Regions from separate parts of the Mus musculus genome. Here all the other regions are linked to region 4. Evidence: chromatin contacts called from public promoter capture Hi-C data. All regions are on one chromosome and are shown on one strand. Each heading gives the region's core, a stretch centred on a gene start, on an enhancer-like site or on the middle of the called end of the contact. The rest is flanking DNA. Distances are from core to core; before and after follow the strand shown. Region 1 overlaps Uri1 (URI1, prefoldin-like chaperone). Region 2 holds the start of Plekhf1 (pleckstrin homology domain containing, family F (with FYVE domain) member 1). Region 3 holds the start of Pop4 (processing of precursor 4, ribonuclease P/MRP family, (S. cerevisiae)). Region 4 holds the start of Zfp507 (zinc finger protein 507).

Region 1 (3,064 bases), core at 53-2,552, 2.2 Mb after region 4:
AAGTGGTTTTTAAGTACAAAATATGTGTACAGATGATCAACAACGGCTAGAAAAACCGAGCTATTATATTTTTAGGCAGCCTTTCCAATTCAGTCCCCTGTTCTGCATTATCCATTAACTAGCATGGACCCTAGCATACCATTTTACCATTAAAGCATGTATTTCATAAAACTCTGACAGTGGCACTGCTCTAGTTACAGCTGCGACTTTTCTAGGACATAATTTCACTTTGTTTAAGCAAGAATTCATTAAAGAAGCTATAAATAACCTCTAACTATTTAGCCGTGAATAGAGGGTGGACTGGGGTTGATGGCTTATTTTAGTACTGATGCGGAATGCTTTTTAAAAGCTACATTTTAGCATGCATCAAGCTAATGATCAACACTTGCACTGTAATGGTCAACCTGAGACTGAATGTCTCTTTAAGGAGTTTGGCTACAAGTAAATATAATATAATATTTCTTTCTTTCTTTTTTTTTACTGGTAGGAAAGCATCCTTGAAGAATGAAAATGTGAGGAAGATTGAAATGTAAAACAAACAAACAAACAAACAAAAGGCCTGTGCTTTAACAAAGTGTTAAAGCATCTAGACAAACTTTTTCCCCCCAAAGAATGGTGCCAATGACAACTGTGTGTATGGGGAGAGGAGGTGCTCGTGGGACTTGAAAACTTTGAAAATCTGTGGTGTGGCCTATACACAAATCAAAGACATTTTATACACAATCTAAACCAGGAAGTTCACAACATTTTAGAAACCAAGTTTCATAAAAATTTTACTTCCAAAAAAAAAAAAGTTGTACAAAATATTCTTCTTCTAGTCAAATTTTCCCAAAGGGTTTGTGTAGCTTTTTGCCTTAAAGATTACAGTATGACATTCAAAGGAAGAATTTTTCAAAGAACCATACAGCTGTGAAACCTACAAGAAATGTAGATTTTTTTAAAGTGCCTTTAAAATGTAAAAGCAAGTAATATAATTGTTGAATCTATTTGAGATTTTAAAAGTGTCTTTAACATGGTCCATATGGAAAGCACAACATCACAGCTGGTACGAAACTGCCTGTGTTTAGTTGAAAACACACAAACAATATATGACAGGATTCTTTGAAAAGTAACTCAAAACGCTATTCCTGCATCCTAAGGCCAATTAGACAGTAGTCACAGAATTAACGAAGCCAGCAGAACATTACAGCATTCAAACATTTACTTTGACTTTCCCAATGCCACTGATAAAGGTGAGAGAGCTCTGCCCAGCCAAGCAGGACGCCGTCCCAACTCCATGGCCGAATCCGCCGCATGTCCTAAAGCGCAGCTGGAGCTGCAGGCGGAGCCCTCTAGCTTCTCTGCTGCAATCGGGCAGCTCTGAACTTTGACACCCTCTTTGTGGGTTCCTCTGATACTTCTGATGGAACTTCTTTTCGCTCTGGAATGGTGGGGAGGGCATGGTGAGCAATGGCTGAGTATGGTGCTAGGGAGGGTGATAAAAATTCTTTTTCTATTACAGTTCCAGAAAAAGCCTGTAAGACAAATGTGTATATGGTGTTAAATATAACTAAGACGCACACAAAAATCTTTACCCTTCATTTCCAAGACCTTTTTTTTTAAACTAAGGTAACAAGAATTTTGGATAATAAACATCAAAATACTAATGGTTCAAAGAAACCAGGTAATATTATTTTTCTTAAGTACACCATCAAATTCAAGGAGTTTTTTATGGTTGACACCTCCAGCTCTCTAGAAAACATCAGTGAACACAGAAGCGACACGGGCACAAGAGGCGGGCTTCTGCCCAGGCTCCCTTGCTTCCTTGCTGTCTGACAGTCAGAAGCTTCGTTTCACCAATGCTGACATCATTTCTTTGGGGGGGGAGGTTATTTATTCAAGATCTTTATTGCACTTTGCCCCCGTAAAAACTAAAAAACTAGAGGTGCTAAGACTAACGTGAATCAAAATAGCTTTAAAATTCTAGGACAATCAATCCAATGGTACAAGTCAGATGTGTCACCCAAACCAAAAAAGCTCTTTCATTGTGGCTAAGTGTTTGTGGAACTTCATCTAATCAAAGCCAACTATGTTCAACTGAAATGAGACTAAATGACATACATATCACCACAATGTCTTGATGTGTCTTTATATATCAAGAAAAATGAAGACCAGAGAGTCACTTCTTAAAAACTACCTAGTATTTGGACCGTCTCCCCTCCTCAGAACTTAAACACAAGCTGAGAACTTTGAAGTGTAAAGAGCAAGCCTGTGAGATATGCCACAGAGACACAGACACACACCTCAGACACTCCTGAGGGCAAAGGCTTCTTGGGGTGGTTCTCTTGGAGTTCGTCCAAACTGCTCCCGCCGGCCTCGGTAGCCACGGCCTCCTCAGAGCTGGTGCTCCGCAGGAGCCCCCGCCGGTCCTCCACATCGGCAGCGCTGCTCTCACTTGTGTCGCTGCACACGCTGTTCTCTCGGCTGCGAGACTTGAGGATTGACTTGCGAGGAACATATTCTCCATTCACAACATCCACGAAGACTCTACAGCATTCAAAAAACAACTCCATTTTAAGGGCTTGTAACTGTAAATTAACCTACAACTTGTTTTTGTTGAGACGTTTGTTTGAGGCAGGGTCTCATGCAACCCAAGCTCACTTTTCACCCCTGGTTCTGCCACCCCCACCTCCCAATGCTGGAATCACACGTCTCACCAATTCCATTCAGTTTCCTTGCTAAAATGTCTTCTCTAAATGTCACAGTCAGAGTACATTTACAACTACACTGAATGTACCTTATGTTACTTTTCAAAGCTGAATTTTGGACCCAATAAAATACAGCATGTTATTTATATGTCCCAGGTGAGAACAGCTTGATTTGCCAAAAAGAATTTTATACACCTACTTCAAAACACCAGGAATTTTCACCAGTTTGTAAATATGGGTAATAAAATGGTAGGCATTTCAAACTGGACAGTGTAACTGTTCCCTGCTATGACAGGTGAATACGAGACAAACTCATGACAGTTGTGACAGACAAGAATACCAGCTTCCAACTCTTCAGTGACATCTGAAGAGGACAA
Region 2 (3,240 bases), core at 122-2,621, 2.4 Mb after region 4:
GAACAGATTAAGGAAAATAAACCCTTAGGTGCTACTTTCTTAGCACCCACTGTTTGCTAGACACAATGTTAATTAAGCACAAAGCATGGCTGTAACTCCGTGCCCATGAGCCACTTCACAGTCACCACCCAAGAACCTCAGGAGTGGGCCCAGCTTCCAGATAAACTCTGAGCCAAGGTAGAAAAACTTTGGCCCAGAGGGCATTCCTATAATCTAGCATCTGGTAAGATTAGATAGGAAGGTAGAGAGTTGTAGGTCAATCTGGACTATACAAGGAGACCTTATCTCAAAAAAAGCAAAATCTTTTGGGTAACCTGGTGTTTGTGGCCATGTCCTATCCCGGGAATTCACATGATGAAAAGGAGACAATAACTTCTGAAACTTTTGGCCCTAGTAAACAAAACAACACGCCCCCACCCCCCCAAAAAACAAACAAACAAACAAACAAACAAACAACAACAACAAAAAAAACATGCCCTGGGTCAGAAGTTCTTAAAATCCAGAGTGTGTAGTCTTTCCTACTGCCTGACTTTGGTGTCTTTCACCGCATAACACACAGGGTAGTCAGTCCCATCCCGCAGGCCACAATGCCAAACCCCTCCTTCCTTGGCGGGACAGGGTTGGCCAGGTCCCAGTGCTCAGACAACTAACTGGCCTAGCCACTCTGAGCAGCTCTGAGGGCTGACGTGGGCAGGACGCACAGCAAATGAAGCACTTCAGCTTACAAAAACCGCAGGGGTCTTGACTCTAGCACTGATCGCCCCTCCTCTGCAGCCTCTGACCGGGTAGAATCTGATACCGGTTTTGTTCACATTCTAAGGACTGCGCCCTCTCCGGGGAGTGCACACATTCCACTGAGACTTGGAACTGCCGGTTTCCCTCCTGCTAAGGCCTGGGGACACCTCTTTATTGTACTTCAGTTACTCCCTAGGAGAATCCAGGCCCGGTCCCACACCAATAACTTCCTATATGAAGAGTCGCGAACTCAAACTCTTCAGGGTCCCAAATCCGAGGCTATTGAGAACCGTCCCTCCCAACCCAAGACGTCTCTGGCCAAGACGAGGTTCCCGGAACATCACGGGATAAGGAGAGGGTAGAGACTCTGCGGAGAACCCTTCTCCAACTCGCGCACAGTCCTGGGACTCAGTGGCCCTAGAGTCCCAGCTGTCAACCCCTTCCCAAGTCAGAAAACAGCGAGCAGCCTCTGCTCCAGTGGAGCCCCAGATGCGGGTTCCTGAGGCCACCTCTACCCACAGCTGCAGACCTGGCAGGGTGGAGGGCGGAAGGGGAGCGCTCTCCCCCTCCGTAGCCTGCTTACCTCCCGTAGGAACCTCCGCGTCCGCACAGCCAGTCCCGAACTGGCGCCCGCCAATCCCTGCGCCGCCCACGCCTCCGGGTTCCAATTCTCTGGTCACGCCCCTTCGAGGGACTCTGGACCAATCGAAGCCCTGGCACGCAGGCGGGGGCGGAGCCGGCCCGAGTTCTCCAGAAATGTGCGCGGGCGTAATTAAACCGCTGGACCGTAAACGGGTCAGCAGCGGTTGTGCGTGGGGACGATGGGCTGATTCCTGGTTGGAGTCCGGTTCCCAGCTTTGCTGGTCGCCACACTCAAGACTGAGTCGGCGCTGGTCAGAGGAACAGCCTGTGAGGGAAGCAGGCATGACGGAGTGGTGGGCCCTCAGGTGCCCCTGTTACTATGATGTTACTCTTTTCAGCCACAGAGACACACGTTTTCTTAACGATCAACAGAACTTTATAATTTTTTTCCTAGAGGAAAATGTCAAAAGTACACGGGAGGAAATTAGTTTAGTGGACCCCAGGCATTCATCGTGTAGATCCAAGACGAACAGGTACCCCGCCCTGGCTACTGGTGTCACTTAGAACTCAATTCCAAGGCTGCTTTCCCATCTCACCTGCCCCCACGCAATTCTCATCCACTGTCTTCTGGTTCCTTAAAAACCACTCCCACCCTTCGCCCTCTCCCTCCTTTGTCATTTCAGTGTCACCTCCTCAGAGAGGTCTCCTTGGCCACAAAGCAGCAGTTCTCAACTCCATCCATTTTTTATTGTCTTGTTACCCCTGGCTGACCAGAAATTCTATATGTAGACTAGGCTATCCCTGAACTCATAGAAGCCTTGCCTCTGTCTCTAGACTGCTGGGCTAATATTAGTCTATAGTGTCAGTTTGTGTTGCTAAACTGGTTACATTGAAGAGGGACTAGCTCTGGTTAGCCTGGTACCCGCTGGGCCAAGACCAAACTGGGTTTGGAAGGGGATGGTGTGGCCCTCTGGTGATGGTGTTAGGGGCAGACCCTTCCCTAAACTGTCCCTTAATCCCTACCATCCCCCACATCCTTACCCCACCAGCGCTTATTGATATTTCTTTTAGGTTTGAAGTTTGTTTAATCATTTACAAAATGCACTGCTGTGAATATTTCAGATGGGGAGAAGACACATAAAAATAGAGACTTTTAGCCCCCCCTCCAGTAAACTCACAATCTCAAGTTCTAGAGAAGTACTCCACCAGTGAGATATTATATCTCCAGCCCTGACTTTAGCTCATCTTTAATCATAAGATTTAGGGATCTGGGTGTCATATGCCTGTGATCTCAGCACGCAGGAGGCTGAGGCAGGAGGATGGAGTTTGAGGGCAGCCTGAGCTACATAATGAGACCTTGTCTCAGTCAGTCAATCAAGGATTTGGCAATATTGGTTTATTTATGCAGAGGTCTGGTCGTTTGCTTATATTGTAATGCTAAATTACAATATAATAACAAGGCCAGGTTGCTTCCAGGGAGCCTTGCACATACTCTATAAATTGCCCTATGTAACCTTGCCCCCCAGCTTGTCCCTGATTGGTGAATAAAGCTGCCCACAGCCAATAGTTGGGCAAAAGAGAGATAGGCGTGGTCTTGAGTTCCCCAGTTTGGGGGTCAAGGAGACCTCGACCAGGAGAAAAAAAGGAGGTGAAAAAAAAAGGAAAACGCCATGGGGTAAGAACCTTAAAATAATCTCCATGTGGGGTGGCTAGTTGGAGTTAAGAGCAGCCCAGATGAAACATAGCAAATTATATAATGGAATTATTATATTATATAGCATAGAGGATAGATATCTGCCCAGCTCTTGTGCTGATTAAAGCTTATTGGAAGTATAAAGGTTGTATGTATCCTTTATTTGGGAATTAATGGTCAAAGCTGGGGTAGAAACCCTGGATTGGGATTAGAAATATTCATCAACATAT
Region 3 (3,191 bases), core at 323-2,822, 2.5 Mb after region 4:
TAGACACTAAAAGAGAGGAGATATTAACGGGTAGGCTGTATATGGTTGAAACACTACATTTTGCTGACTACTAAGAGAGGCTTAAAACAGATTTTTCACACTTTAAAATCTATAATGTATCCTGACCAGATAAAATACAATAGTCTTTTTCCAAACTCTACATACTATCTTCATGATGATGAAACCTCTTTAAACCTCCACAATCCTGTTTCTTATTTGTTTGGAGGCAATCATCATGGTGGCACTGGGGCAGAGACTACAGGAGTAAATGGGAAAAGGAAGGGCCCATGACCAGAAAGTGCAGTTCACACTACACCCTATACACTGCACTTCTGAGCTGGGTGTGGCGGCACACATGGTTGATCCATCCCATTACTTGAGAGGTAGAGGCCGAGCTGGTTCACACGGTGAGCTCCAGGCTAGTCAGGAGTACATAGCTGACTTTATCCCAACAGCAACAATAAGAAACAAACAAACAAACAAACAATCCATCTCTGTCTCCCTGAGTATATGCTTGACCCAAGCAAACAAACCAAGGTACCACAAGTTTTATATACAGAATCTAGCTCTCTCTTGAACAATGGATCAAGATTGAACTTTATTGTGATAAACATGCAGGGGCTGGAATCCCAGGAAGAACTTTGTTTTATTTACCCCAGATGCCTCGCATCAAAGTTGAAAGTCTTTCTGCAACATGCAGTAGGTGTGGGACACTCACAGCTTGTCAAGCGGTTGGTTGAGTGAGTGTGCATATATATTATCTTAATGTCATTAATCTTTCTAAGCAATTTTTAACAGTAGCTCTTCTTTGTTATGCACATAATAAAGTGGTAGCTGAGACACGCTAAGAAACTTGTTCTCAGACAAAAAGGGCATGAATCACCAAATCAGAGGCAATATCTTTACCTCTCTCCTCTAGTACTGCCCCAGTGCTTGGCTGCCCTTCTGGGCACAGCTCTTTTCGGCTCAAATTCCAAAGCCTTAGGTGTACGATACTGCCCCTCAGCAGCTTTTTACAGGGGCAAGGGTGAAAACCAGGTGGCAGAGGGGTGCAGGTCCTTGACAGAAGTTATACGGGAAGGTAGTAGCTAGGTCCGGTCAAGAACTTGGACCCATCTCTTCTAGTTCCCCCGAGAGGCCCCTGAGGAGAGCACACAAACTCGATCCTGACATTTATTCCTAGCTAAGAGACTGAGACGGCGGATTCAGACTCCGGGCCTCCATTTCTTTTGTGTACTAAGGTAATTCCCTGGAAGTTGCCTTAGGACTCTGTTGAGACAGGTATCCCTGATTCATTTCCCAAGCCAACTTCTAGTTCCGAGGTTCTATATTCCCACCCCGGCCCCGCTCCGCGTCCCTCATCCCACTTACCCTTCATTGTCGGCCAGCTTCCGGAGCTCTCTGGCGATGTCTCCTTCAGGCCTCACTCATTCCTTTCCTTTCTTCGCTTTGTTCAGCGGCTTTCTCCCGCCGGGACGCTGCTTTTTTGTTTAAAATTCCACTGGAAAAATCCGATAAGCCCAAGAGACAATTAACAAAGTGCACGGACTTGCTCCACCCTGCGTCAGGGGATGGCGACCAGATTTCGGATCGGGCGCCTCTCTGACGTCATTGACGCGACGGCATCTGTGTGCGTCCGTCACTGGCACAGGCTCTGTGGTTGAGAGAGGAGCGGATTTTGCGGGTCTGCTGTGGTGTTCAGTATGCAAGTGTCTGTAACTGGAGTAGTCGTGTTGGGGGGTCAGGATTAATGAAATGTAGCGAGAGCAAGCTGCCATAGAGAGGACGCGAGGGAGATTGGGGACGAGGGAGGGCACAAGTTGGCCGGGGATATCGGCGGTAACGACTGTGGGATTCCTTTTTTTTTTTTTTTAAGCAAGAGGCTTACAGTGTTGCCCTGGGTAATCTAGAATTTACTCCCGAGAATACTAGTCATATTTTGTACTGGTGGCCGGGGGTATTTAGTCCTGTTTCTGCTACTAAATACTTTTATGACCTCGTTCAAAGGTCTTTTTCCTATTAGTAAAGAAAAAGAGTAGGTTTATTTGCTATCGGATGCAAGAAGGTAGAGACGTGTAGTTAGTGTAGCTAGTATAACAAAAGTTACATTTTATTATGCAAACGGTCATTTCATAGGTTCACCCCCTAAATTCCTAACTACCTAAGCCTATCTCCCCAAGGCTACCCTCCTGTGTGACTTATCTTAGCTGAAGGTCAGGTCCAGTCTCCAACAGAAGTTTTTGATTGGAGTGTCAGATTACTCTCCAGCCGCAGGGCAGATGAAGGTGGCTTCTCTTCAGTTGTGCAGAGCAGAGCATTGCTCTTGGTGCCCACTAATACACTGTCCACTGGGTGTCATGGGGTTCTAGGACTGTGTCTAGTTGTCTTGAGTGATGTAACTGGGTTCTGGTTATCAGGTGCTGCCTTGGGTGTACTGGGGTTCCTTAATTAAACGTTTTACATGGGGTTCCTTAGTTAAACGTTTTACATGTCTAAAAGGCACCTATCTTCTTCTTCTTCTCTCTCTCTTTCTTTCTTTCTTTCTTTCTTTCTTTCTTTCTTTCTTTCTTTCTTTCTTTCTTCTCTTTCTTCTCTCTCTCTCTCTCTCTCTCTCTCTCTCTCTCTCTCTCTCTCTCTCTCTCTCTCTCTCCCTCCCTCCCTCCCTCCCTCCCTCCCTCCCTCCCTTCCTTTCTTTCCTGTGCTCATTGCATCTTACCCCATTGGTCTCAAAATGTTTGCTCTTTTAAAAAATTGATTCTTTTTCACTGAAGACAGTGTCCCAGACACTTGCTTTGTGGTCTAGGCTGAGCTTGAAAGTGCAACATTCCTGCCTGGCCTTCTGGAGCATTGGAATTTATAGTCTATCTTATTATATCCAGTCTAGAAGGCATTCTTCAGACTTGGAACATTAGTGTCTGTCATTATGATAAAAGACAAAAGTGATTCTCAAAGATCTGGGACACAAAGGCCCAGGCTAGCCTTTTCTCTAGACCAGTTATTAGGAGTCTTTTAATGGACCCTTTCAAATATCTAGCATAGCTTTGGGTATATGTCACTGTTCCCTGTGATTCTCAGATTACAGTAGGATGTGGTTTTTTTTTTTAATTTTTTATTTTTTTTCAGAGTAACAGTGACACCACAGATGGCATGCTTACTATTTTTTCTTTTTAAGAAGGAGAGATTCTAACTTT
Region 4 (3,345 bases), core at 740-3,239:
CTTTGCAGCTACAATTAAAACACAGTCGTAGCTAACATCAAGTAGTGTTCAGCTTCATTGTAATTTATGAAACACACATGCCAAACATAGCGCTGAAGACCACCTGTCCTGGAGCTGCAAACCCAGAATTAGGCCTGCGTCCATTTCCTGTAATATTCCTGTAATTCCTGGTGGCCAAGCCCTTCTTTGGACACAAAGTGTCAAGGAACACCTCTGAGGCTCACAGACGTGAAACAGTGCCTGGCTTCAGAACTCAAACCACGCTTTCCCTAGTATACCGATTTCCCTTTCCATGCTCAAGGTGAGCATGATCAAGTAACAGCACCGGATGGATGCTAGGCAGCAGCAAACAGCTTCGTTTGCTCAGAGTTCTGTGGGTCCAGTCACAGTGGTGGCGGTTTATAAATAAGGCATCTCAGTGAGATGTAAGTGACTTACCCAAGGTTACATGGCTGTTAGTGGCAGAGCCAGTGTCTTTCCAATCAATTTCTGAAACAGATAGTCTCCTGGATCGATATTCACAATCCAGCTGTGGCCAAGAAGGAAATAAACACCATCAAACACGTCTCTCCATTGGCGGGCGAAACACAGTAACTTATTTCGGCAGTGAAGAAACTTCCAATACTTAACATTGAAAAGAAATTTCGGAAAGCTGTTCATGCAATGTAATTGTGTGAGGCAAATTTACATAATTTACTTAACAAGTAGAGGATTTTGCAGAAGCTAAAACAAATCAGCCTGGAAAACTTCTAACAATTGTATATTTTAAACCTCCCCCTCCATGTAAGTAATTCACTCAGCAAACTACTGCTTTTACTGACATAATTTTCTAACCAATATGGAATAATAAATGACATATTGCTATTCTAACTTTAACCGAAATTACAGCCTAAGGGGTGATTATGTAAATTAGTCAAACACAGTGGGCAGAAGAGTACCATGAAAAGATGCGACAACGTGGCTTGACCTATATATTCTCCAAAGCAGTTTCCTGCCCTGGTCCTCCTTTTTTTTTTTGGCTACTGTTTTCCTATTGTTGCTTTAAAGTAGGCTTATTCGGTTCCCTTAGAAAGTAACTTAGCGATTACAGTTAAGTAAAATTAGTACACCGCTAGGGCATCCTCCGAGTTTCCAGAGTTACCATGGTAAAGGAATGAAGGGTCAAACTTTCTCTTTTTAATCAATATAGCAATCCATACACAGAATCAGACCAGTAGAGTAGAAAGTACAAACTCAGACAGAAAAGGGGGTAAATCCAGTAATTGCCTTGGGCCATGTAGACTGAAAGCAAATTCCTGTCCACTGTCAGCAACCTTTGGTGGGGGTGGCTGCCTGGACCTAATTAATCACCCAGGCCTCGGACTCCAAACAACGATCGGGATGCCCCAGGTCTGGAAAGGTGGGCACTTTCACCAATGGTCTCAGCGATCTCTGGAAAGATCAGTCAATCCCAGAGGATGTGTACGTGTGGGAGGCCACGATTGCTATTTTTCGTTTGCGCTGGCATTTCCTACACCACGCAGTGCTTAAAGGACGGGGGATTAAAGAAACTTAAGCTCCATCCTGGCTGGCCTAAGCGCTTTCACGTCTCCAGAAGGCAAAGGCGCTTCAGCGGGACCTGGGGAGCAACGGGACCCCCACCCCCAGCGGCACGGCGGGCCCGGGGTCTCCACAGGCCCGACAGAGGGACGACAGTACACACAGGGCCCTGGAGCTCAGGCTCGGGTGCGTGGCAGTGCCGCGGGCGTCACCGGCGAGGAGGAAGCGGGCGTCACCAGCGAGGCCGCACATGGCCGGCGGCGCTCAAGCGGAGGGGCGGCCCGGGGCGCGGTACCTGCGGTCGGGCGGCGGGCTGCTGCTCCTGCGAGCCTCCTTTGGCCGGCCGGGACCCCACCGTACCCTCGCCCTCGTCCGCCTCGCTCCCGACTCCTTTCCCTCTCTTTCCCCCTTTTTGCCCCTTCCTCGGCCGTGGCTCCAAGATGGCGGCGCCGAGACAGATCACGTGAGCGGCGAGCCGGTCAGGTGAGCCTGGAGGCGCGCGGCGTGGGCGGGGCTGTGGTGGGGTGGAGCCACCACAGACCACGCCCTCTGGCAGAAAGGGCCTTAAGGCTCTGGGCAGATGCTGTGGCCATCCAGGTCCTGTCAGAGCTGGTGTTGGTCTAGAACTCAGTTGATATCCACTGTGGCCTCAACCTGCTGGGGCATTCTTCATCCCCTCATTTACCCCATCGTTCTTTACATCCTTGTGCTTGTGAATCTGGCTGGACTTTTTTTTTTTTTTTTTTTTTTAAAGTTTATCGAGGGCTGGAGCGATGGCTGGAGTGATGGCTGGAGCGAGGGTTGGAGCGATGGCTCCGTGGTTGCTCTTATAGAGGACACAGGTTTGGTTTCCAGCACTCATACAGTGGCTCACAACCATGTGTAACTCCACTTCCAGGGACTCAGAAGCTCTGGCCTTCTTCTGACCTCCACAGACTCCAGACACACACATGGTGCTCAGGTATACAGATAAGTAAGCCATTCACACACACAAAATATTATCTACGTATTTATTTATTGTTATTTGTGGAGACTTGTGGTCAGAGGAGAATTTTCAGGAGTCTGTTCTTTCCTTCCATGGTATGGGTTCTGATATTGAACTCAAACCTTCAGACTTGGCAGCGAGTACCTTTACCCATTGAACCACATACCTCCTAGATAAATGCTCTTCCACTGAGCTATTGAGTTTCCTGAAACAACTCATCCTGGCTTCTAATTCCTTATGTAGTTAGCCCAGGCAGACATTTGAAGTTGTGAACCTCCTGCCTCAGCCCTCCAGGGTAGCTTGGGAGAGTAGATGTGTCTCCACCATACCAGGCTCTAATTGGAGCTATTATTTTTTTCAGGCATCGTATGCTGAAAAATGTAGAGGTCCTAACCGTATGTCTGATGAGAGGCAGTGCTGGCTCTGGGTCAAAAATACTTTCTTTTTTTTTTTTATGTTTAAAATTTAAAAAAGCATTTATTGATTCGTGTGTGGAAGACAGAGGACAATTTTCTGGAGTTGGTTCACTTTTTCTCCCGTGTAGGTCCCAAGGGTTGAACTCGGGTTGCAGCTTTGATAGAAAGTTCTTTTACCAACTGAACCTTCTTGCGGTCCTTGAAAGATTTTTCAGGAGTTGTAAGGTCTGACTTGGTGAGCTTGCGGTAATAACTCCGAGCGAGCCGTCATGTTTGTCGTTTGGATCTGTTTCCGTGAAGTATCTGCTCTGCTGTAACAAACCCTGTTGGGTCCTGTGCTAATACCATGAATACAAACTGAGAGAAGCAATCTCACCCAGCTTTCAACCCAAGAATAAGCCGGCA

The links. Promoter capture Hi-C pulls out the DNA fragments that hold promoters and counts their contacts. Capture Hi-C pulls out chosen DNA fragments and counts their contacts.
Region 1: a promoter capture Hi-C map of liver shows a contact between it and region 4, with 4 times the contacts expected there. The contact joins the enhancer-like site here to the promoter of Zfp507 in region 4. A contact is called at or near these places in 13 of 39 promoter capture datasets (the 3T3-L1 cell line, 3T3-L1-derived adipocytes, the C10 cell line and 9 more), 1 of 484 Hi-C or Micro-C datasets (B cells), 1 of 115 datasets of contacts at active chromatin or transcription factors (large pre-B cells) and 1 of 9 other capture datasets (embryonic tail).
Region 2: a promoter capture Hi-C map of adipose tissue shows a contact between it and region 4, with 6 times the contacts expected there. The contact joins the promoter of Plekhf1 here to the promoter of Zfp507 in region 4. A contact is called at or near these places in 3 of 39 promoter capture datasets (embryonic stem cells, liver and pre-B cells), 2 of 115 datasets of contacts at active chromatin or transcription factors (embryonic stem cells and epiblast stem cells) and 1 of 9 other capture datasets (adipose tissue).
Region 3: a promoter capture Hi-C map of liver shows a contact between it and region 4, with 4 times the contacts expected there. The contact joins the promoter of Pop4 here to the promoter of Zfp507 in region 4. A contact is called at or near these places in 1 of 484 Hi-C or Micro-C datasets (CD4 T cells) and 2 of 9 other capture datasets (adipose tissue and liver).

What each region holds. Positions count from the first base shown.
Region 1 is chr7:37,960,184-37,963,247 of GRCm38.p6, forward strand. It overlaps Uri1 (URI1, prefoldin-like chaperone), which reads right to left. Exons shown (of 11, transcript NM_011274.5): 10 at 2,283-2,526; 11 at 1-1,514. The coding sequence ends at 1,332. Among named protein-coding and RNA genes, the nearest start is that of Uri1, 58 kb to the right of the region's middle. Within about 2 kb of position 1,303, at least 9 of the 459 cell types and tissues checked have an H3K27ac peak or open chromatin away from gene starts, as enhancers often do. A contact at or near this core is called in liver, where this site is marked.
Region 2 is chr7:38,226,623-38,229,862 of GRCm38.p6, forward strand. Plekhf1 (pleckstrin homology domain containing, family F (with FYVE domain) member 1) reads right to left here and starts at 1,372. Exons shown (of 2, transcript NM_024413.2): 1 at 1,319-1,372.
Region 3 is chr7:38,269,776-38,272,966 of GRCm38.p6, forward strand. It overlaps Pop4 (processing of precursor 4, ribonuclease P/MRP family, (S. cerevisiae)), which reads right to left and starts at 1,573. Exons shown (of 7, transcript NM_025390.4): 1 at 1,372-1,573. The coding sequence starts at 1,378.
Region 4 is chr7:35,801,000-35,804,344 of GRCm38.p6, forward strand. Zfp507 (zinc finger protein 507) reads right to left here and starts at 1,990. Exons shown (of 7, transcript NM_177739.3): 1 at 1,835-1,990; 2 at 439-529. E130304I02Rik (RIKEN cDNA E130304I02 gene) reads left to right here and starts at 1,593. Exons shown (of 3, transcript NR_033567.1): 1 at 1,593-2,022.